Linked DNA regions of Zea mays: region 1 is linked to region 2. The links are chromatin contacts, called in public Hi-C maps. All regions are on one chromosome and are shown on one strand. The core of a region is the stretch at or near the end of the contact, and the rest is flanking DNA. Distances in the headings are between cores, read along the strand shown.

Evidence for each region. A called contact is a pair of places that touch in the nucleus more often than the background predicts.
Region 1: a contact with region 2 is called in a Hi-C map of ear, with 2.0 times the contacts expected there. The contact joins the promoter of LOC100192572 here to the promoter of LOC100191347 in region 2. A contact is called at or near these places in 2 of 25 Hi-C or Micro-C datasets (ear and tassel).

Annotation. Positions count from the first base shown.
Region 1 is chr8:144,216,088-144,219,371 of Zm-B73-REFERENCE-NAM-5.0, reverse strand. LOC100192572 reads right to left here and starts at 1,981. Exons shown (of 3, transcript NM_001137787.1): 1 at 1,761-1,981; 2 at 1,003-1,641. The coding sequence starts at 1,559.
Region 2 is chr8:143,938,107-143,941,355 of Zm-B73-REFERENCE-NAM-5.0, reverse strand. LOC100191347 (carboxy-lyase) reads left to right here and starts at 1,510. Exons shown (of 7, transcript NM_001136781.2): 1 at 1,510-1,929; 2 at 2,518-2,615; 3 at 3,212-3,242. The coding sequence starts at 1,723.

The sequences.
Region 1 (3,284 bases), core at 732-3,231, 280 kb before region 2:
GTAGGGAACTTGGCTTACGATGTAATGAGTGCAAATCAAACAAAGATATGACTATTCTTCATAGTGTTAACATTTAGGTTCCGTTAAATGGCTCCGGCTCCTTGCTACAGCCTACAGCACGCAGAGGAGCTAGAGCTAATGAAGCTAAAAATAATGGCTTCACCAGCTTCTATTCATTTTGATAGGAGAGCTAAAAGCGGCTTGTCCCTATACTGCATGGAAGAACTGGAGCTAGAGCTGCCCGAAGCTCTGCGGGGCCTTTAGTAGTAATGAGGATTCTGCAGCAAGCCAGACCACACACATATTTGCATCATTTAGGGGGTGTTTGGTTTCCAGGGACTAATGTTTAGTCCCTTCATTTTATTCCTTTTTAGTGTATAAATCGCTAAATATAGAAACTAAAATAAAGTTTTAGTTTCTATATTTGGTAATTTTGGAACTAAAATGGAATAAAATCCAGGGACTAAACATTAGTCCCTAGAAACCAAACACCCCTTTAATGGTGCAGGTGCACTGCTTCTTCAATGAGCTATAAACTAGTGCAAACTCCATGCACTTGCGCATGTTCACAATATAGAACATTTTGGTAAGCATATGTTACATTTTTAGTATCTGGAATTGTCTTTACATCTAAAAGTATGTGCATAGGGATTTAGAGGAGATTTGACTATGAGGAAGAAGGCATTAAGTTTTAACCTTTTGGTTGGAGACTACTCATTAAGATGGCTCGAACTTTGTGGTATCTTTGTTACTTGAAAACTTGAAGATAAGTTACCTCACAAGATGGTTACCTAATAGCACAAAAATAACCATGACAAAAAATTGAGATAATGTTGTGCACATTTATTTTGGATTTTGGATTCATTAATAGAAGAAGTTAGAAATGTGCATTCATTCATGTATGACAATTGACAATAGGGTGTTCAGACTTAGTAACCACAAACACAATATATTTCCAGGCCACAATGGCATGCAAGGAAAGATAGGATTTTTGGATCATACCTTGTTTCAAACTCCCTTATCTCAAAAAGATCCTTTCCACATGTATCTGTCCACTGAACTTTCCTCCGTTCCATGCTAGATCTCAGGGTTTGCACCTCTTCCAAAGACTCACGCGGTTCTTCACCCTCGCTCACCACTATACGGTGCTCCAAAGAATCCCTTTTGGAGTTGCTCTTAAGACAGCCTCGTCTCTCACTGCCACTGATGGAACCACTAGTGGTCAACGTCTTGTTTGCTGAACAAGATGCTTCTTCCTGTGAGGTACCGGTACCAAGCGCATTGCTGGAGGTCGCTTTTGGAGGAGACGCCACCTCGAGGCCATTAGCCGTGCATCCGAAGCAGACAAAGGGAGCACATTTCCCAGGAGCCTGGTCCTTGGCGGAGGGCAGGTGGTACACCTGCTCGGTCTCCCGGTCGACTAGCCGGTACTGGTTCCACGGCGAGACCTTTACGGGCTTCTCCTCAGCTTTGCGTCCGAGCAGCAAGAGGGCGAGGCCATGGCTGTAACCTGTAGCTGAAGACGAGAAGAACCCTCCTCCTTCCACGGCCAGTAGCATCTCTACTGCTCATCCAGGCACCATGGACTAGGAACTTGATACCAGCCTGACGAATCACCTCTCCACTGGCGAGCTCATTATGCTATCTTGCAAAGGAAACAATCCATCACATCCACCACATAAAAGATTCGGATTTGAGGATTCATAGTAAGCAAAGAATATGCATTACAGAAAACGAGGAATTCATTCAAGGCGGCCTACCGAGAAAAGGAAGGGACCACCGCAGGTCCAGCTGGATCTCCGTTGCGATCCAGTCCAGGGGACGATCGAGGACGACGGGAACGCCCGGCTGCTGGAGAAGGAAGATTAGGTGCAGTCCGCGGCGGCGGAAGGATGGCCTGTATGCCTGGATCTGAATCGCGCCGTCGTTGGACGGAGAGAAGAGAGAGGGCGAACGAGCTTAGAAAACAAACAATCATCATGTCCCGATTTCCTAGCAGTAGTATTTCACTATTTCTGGGGCCGGTCTTCTGCTGTTGTAGGCCCATATTAAATCTGGTATGTTGTCGGCTGCAGCTTGGCCCATGTGAGGGCTGGAAATGGTCCGGTCTGTTATGCCTGTTGGGCCGTGTCTCTCTCTTCTCGGCTACAGCCCCATAGTGACGTCTGCACACAAGTGTGGAAATGACTCCGTCTATTTGGTCTGTTTGGTCCGCCTTTCTCTCCGTCGTCCGGTCGGAGTTTTTTTTCTACTGTAGTACCTGTTTTAATAGGCTTCTTCTTTATGGTATTTTTAAAATAATCTTCATCTATAATAGTATTTATAAGTGATATTACTCTCCAAAATAGTATTCCAACTTTTTTTTTAATATTTCTTTTTCCTTTCATTTTTCGTCATCATATAAACTCCCCATAATGCCTCTGATTTAATTTCTCATCGTTCGGCGCCGCTGCATACACTTTCTCTAGTATTCGGCTCACGTTTTAGTGAGGATGCAAAGCACTATCACAATTCAGCAGCAGTGCCACAACCTGATTCTTTCTCCAGCGCCGCAACATGATGCCAAGCACTATCACAATTGTGACTAGATGGAAACTATTATCCAACAACCTGTTTATGAGCTGCAAGCAACCTAATAATTGTGCTGCTCCAGAACTACAAACAACCTGAGAAGCCTTCTAATTGGCCTCATGCCTATGCAACAACCAGACTTTGATTTTAGTACACCAGTGACTGGGTGGTGATCGAATAGCCGACATGCACGTTCAGCAAAACAGGCTCAGAAAAATAGCCCTTGCATGAGAGATGGTTAGTGTTCAAAAAGGTCTAGGTCATTTAAATCTGAAACAGTTTGTTGACGAAGCTGGCAACCCACTATACAGGCGCAGGAAAATAGTATTCTTGCCTGGAATGCCTATGCACCAACCAGTTTGTTGGATGAAGGCAGGCGACGTCGTTCAGCCAAACACAGCATATACGATGCTCAAGATTTGTTCTTCGGCAATGAATGGAGAAATTAAACCAGGGGCATTACGAGGGAGTTTAGAAGACGATGAAAAATGAAAGGAAAAAAGAAATATTAAAAAAAGGTTAGAATACTATTTTGAAGAGTAATTTTAACTATAAATACTATTATAGAGAATGTTATTTTAAAAGTACCATAAGTGAGAAGCCTATTAAAACAAGTACTATAATAGCAAAAAACTCCTTGCGTGAACTAAAACCATGACACAAAACAGAGGAAGCAATCCACATCGCAGACCCTTTCTACTTTCTTCCTCTCC
Region 2 (3,249 bases), core at 261-2,760:
CAAGACACTGCTTCTATATGCAAGTGATCTTATAAAACATACTGCTTCTAAGAGAGACGTTAGTCAGACAGGACAATGGTGGGACAATGGCACTGTTAGGGTGTCCTCCTTCGAGAGAGGAAAAGGGCATCCTAACTGACTAGCGTCCTAATCGGGAGCGCCTCTTAAACATTTGGTTGAGTCACCAATCGCAATATAAAAGAGGGGGCTAGAGGTGGGCATAGGCCAACACTTGTTGCCTATGAAACCGTAGCCCCACCAATCCACGATATTCATTAATCTCACGTTTGAAGTGACCAAAATAGTTACATATGTGGTGTCCTAGCCTCTCGACATCTAATGGGGCTAGGCTCTAACCCTCCTCTACAAGGACTTGGTGACACTCTCAATAGTGGTAGCAACCATAGGTGCCTCCACGTCAAGACGCACGGGCACCTATCATCCACGACGTCGGGCAACTCCCTGGCCTTGCCCTTAATCAAGGGCAATAAGGTCCCGCCACAAGGATACCCTCACTTTATGGATAACTTGTAAATTTTGTGGTAAATAAACTAATAATTTATGCTGTAAACTTTCGGGGCATCACTATTATTATAATGCACCAGTTTCGTGCACACCCCTTTTCGTGCGTCGCCCCTCTAGCCTTCCCCCTCCCCTCGCTGCAACAGCCTACAAAACTACAACAACCCACTATCCACGTGCCACAATAGCCTACAACAACGCACTCCGCCCCCACTGCCCAGCCCCCCCCCCCCCCCCCCCCCGCGTTGGATCCTCGTTCGCTGCCGCCTCCGTCTCTCTTCGTTGTGCTTCTGCCCCCTACTCACCGAGTCGGTGGCCTCCTTGCCTCCACACGCCTACGCTGTTGCCCTCTCCACTTCGCCATCGCCTCGTTCACCTCCTCCGCTACTGACTGATGAGATACGGGAACACAACTCCTCCACTAGCTACACAGTGTCCAGCCCTGCCATGTAAGACGACAACTTGGAGGTCTCGACGCCAAAGAGCTACTGCTTGTGACACCAGTGCTCATCCTCGTCCGCGTCGATAGTACTACTGAATAAATGGCCAAAAACAATCCTTTGTATTTTGAGATAAATTTTAAATAATATAATATATTTCAAACAGTTGTTCAGAAAAAATAGCACGCGCGGAAATTACAAGTTGACACACCATCAGCTCTTCCAACAAAGTTCACGTAGGTATAAAGACAGGGCCTCCTCGAAAGAAAAGGGTAAATCGCAAGAGAAAAACAAACGCGGATATTAGCACCAGCAGAAAGTAGAAACCATCCTCCTCTGTCCTGTGTCTCTGGAAAAGAAGAAAGAGCAGTAGAAAACAAAAACGAAAAGGCGAGAAAGCACCTACTACCACAGGTGGACCCAGGCAGTCCCAGCAAATTGTTGGACCCACTAATCCAGCCAAGGGGGGCCCCACCCGTTCAACCTCCCAAGCTCACTATAAATTGACGCGTTCTCCAACGCCATCCGCCTCAAGCTCAGGCCGAGGCGGCAGCAGCAGCAGCAACCGAAGAAGCCTTTGTTGCAATCCCAGTCGTCGGAACACTCGAAATTTCCCTGTGTACAGTTGCCTACCCTCCCTCCCGCTCGGCTACACCCACGCGCCCACCTACCCAAAAGAACCGCGCGGCCTCCTTCCCCGGTGCCACCACCTCGTCGGACTCGCATCGATCGGCAGCTAAACAAGCACCCGCCGCGCGCGATGGCAATGGACGCGGCTGTGGCCGAGAAGACCGGCGGAGGCGGAGCGGCCGGGGTCGCGGCGGGCGCGCAGGTGGGGCTGAACGGCGGCGGCGTCGGCGGCGGCGAGAGGCGTTCCCGGTTCCATCGCATCTGCGTGTACTGCGGCAGCGCCAAGGGCCGGAAGCCCAGCTACCAGGACGCCGCCGTCGAGCTCGGCAAGGAGTTGGTACGCCACGGGACCCTTCTCCCTCACGGCCTCACCTAAAAAATCCCGCCTTCACGGTCCAACAAACAAACAAAAAAATCCAATCTTTTCGGGGGTGAATCGCCGCCGCGCGGTCTGGTCTCCCAGCTCCCAGGCAGGCAGCACCACATCAAAATCCCGCGCGCCTCTGTTGCTGCCATCTTGCTTGCCTCGCTCCACCCGACTGCGCCTTTGCGGCCGTGGCGCACGCCGCGCGTCCTTGGGTGATCATGCACCCGCTCTGCGCGGCGAACCTCAGCTCGGCTGCTCGCCGTCGGGGGGAGCCGAAAGGCGCCGCGAGTCTTTGCCGTTTTGGAGGGCGGTGGTGTCGTAGTTGGATGGTCATCTCCCATACTATAATGGAATGGATGGTGCTGCCGCGCCGTCACCGTGAGCCGGTGACCTCATTTGCCTCCGCGGATGAACAATCTTTGCTTCCTTGCTTGGCGCAGCAAAACCCCAATTCTGTAGAAAAAATATCGCATGCTGTTCTTTTTTTTTTCTTCTTTTCTGCATTTCTACGTGCTGTTGCTATTGACGAGTGAATTGCTCGATTTCCTGGTGTGCCAGGTGGAGAGGGGCATCGACCTGGTCTACGGGGGAGGTTCCATCGGCCTCATGGGGCTGGTCTCTCATGCAGTTCATGATGGAGGTCGCCATGTGATTGGGTGAGCATCCTAAGTCCTAATAACCCTTCCTTCCCTCCTCTCTAGAGTCTAGACAAGTTGTGCTGCTGTGTGCGTCGTACCAGACGCTCGCTCTCCTTGATGAGAAGGCGCTCCTGGTCCTGGGTCATGGCTGGCTGCTGCTGTGAGTGCATGCTTGCTGTGCCTTCCTGCGCCAAAATGGTAGCTTTTGATCGCCACAGCCGTGGCTCTGCCCCCCCCTGGGTATGCCTTTGAGACGTGAGTCTCTTGCTGCATCATTTCAGCAGGAGCCATTTTGAATGCAACTGGGTTCGGCTTCATCACAGGGGTAGAATGGAAGTGCCTTTTTGGCCTGGTTTTTCAAAAGGCCACTCGGCTGCCTGCTCTAATTGCGAGTTGCAATGTACGAGGGGGGTGCTCTCTTCCTAGGCTAGTCTGCTTCTCTCTCTGAGTCTCTCTTGCAGTGGCGTGCCTAGCTAGCCTGAGCTGCTAAGCCCTGGCTTCCCAGTTTTCCTGCAACGGGAACGGCCATGGTCTGGTGCTTCTACCCGCTGGACTGCTTCGTGCTAGAAACAAACTGACGTGCCTTTCTGTTTCGCCTCTTTCCTTGACTGCAGGGTCATACCGAGGTCCTTGATGCCCAGAGAGGTGAGCC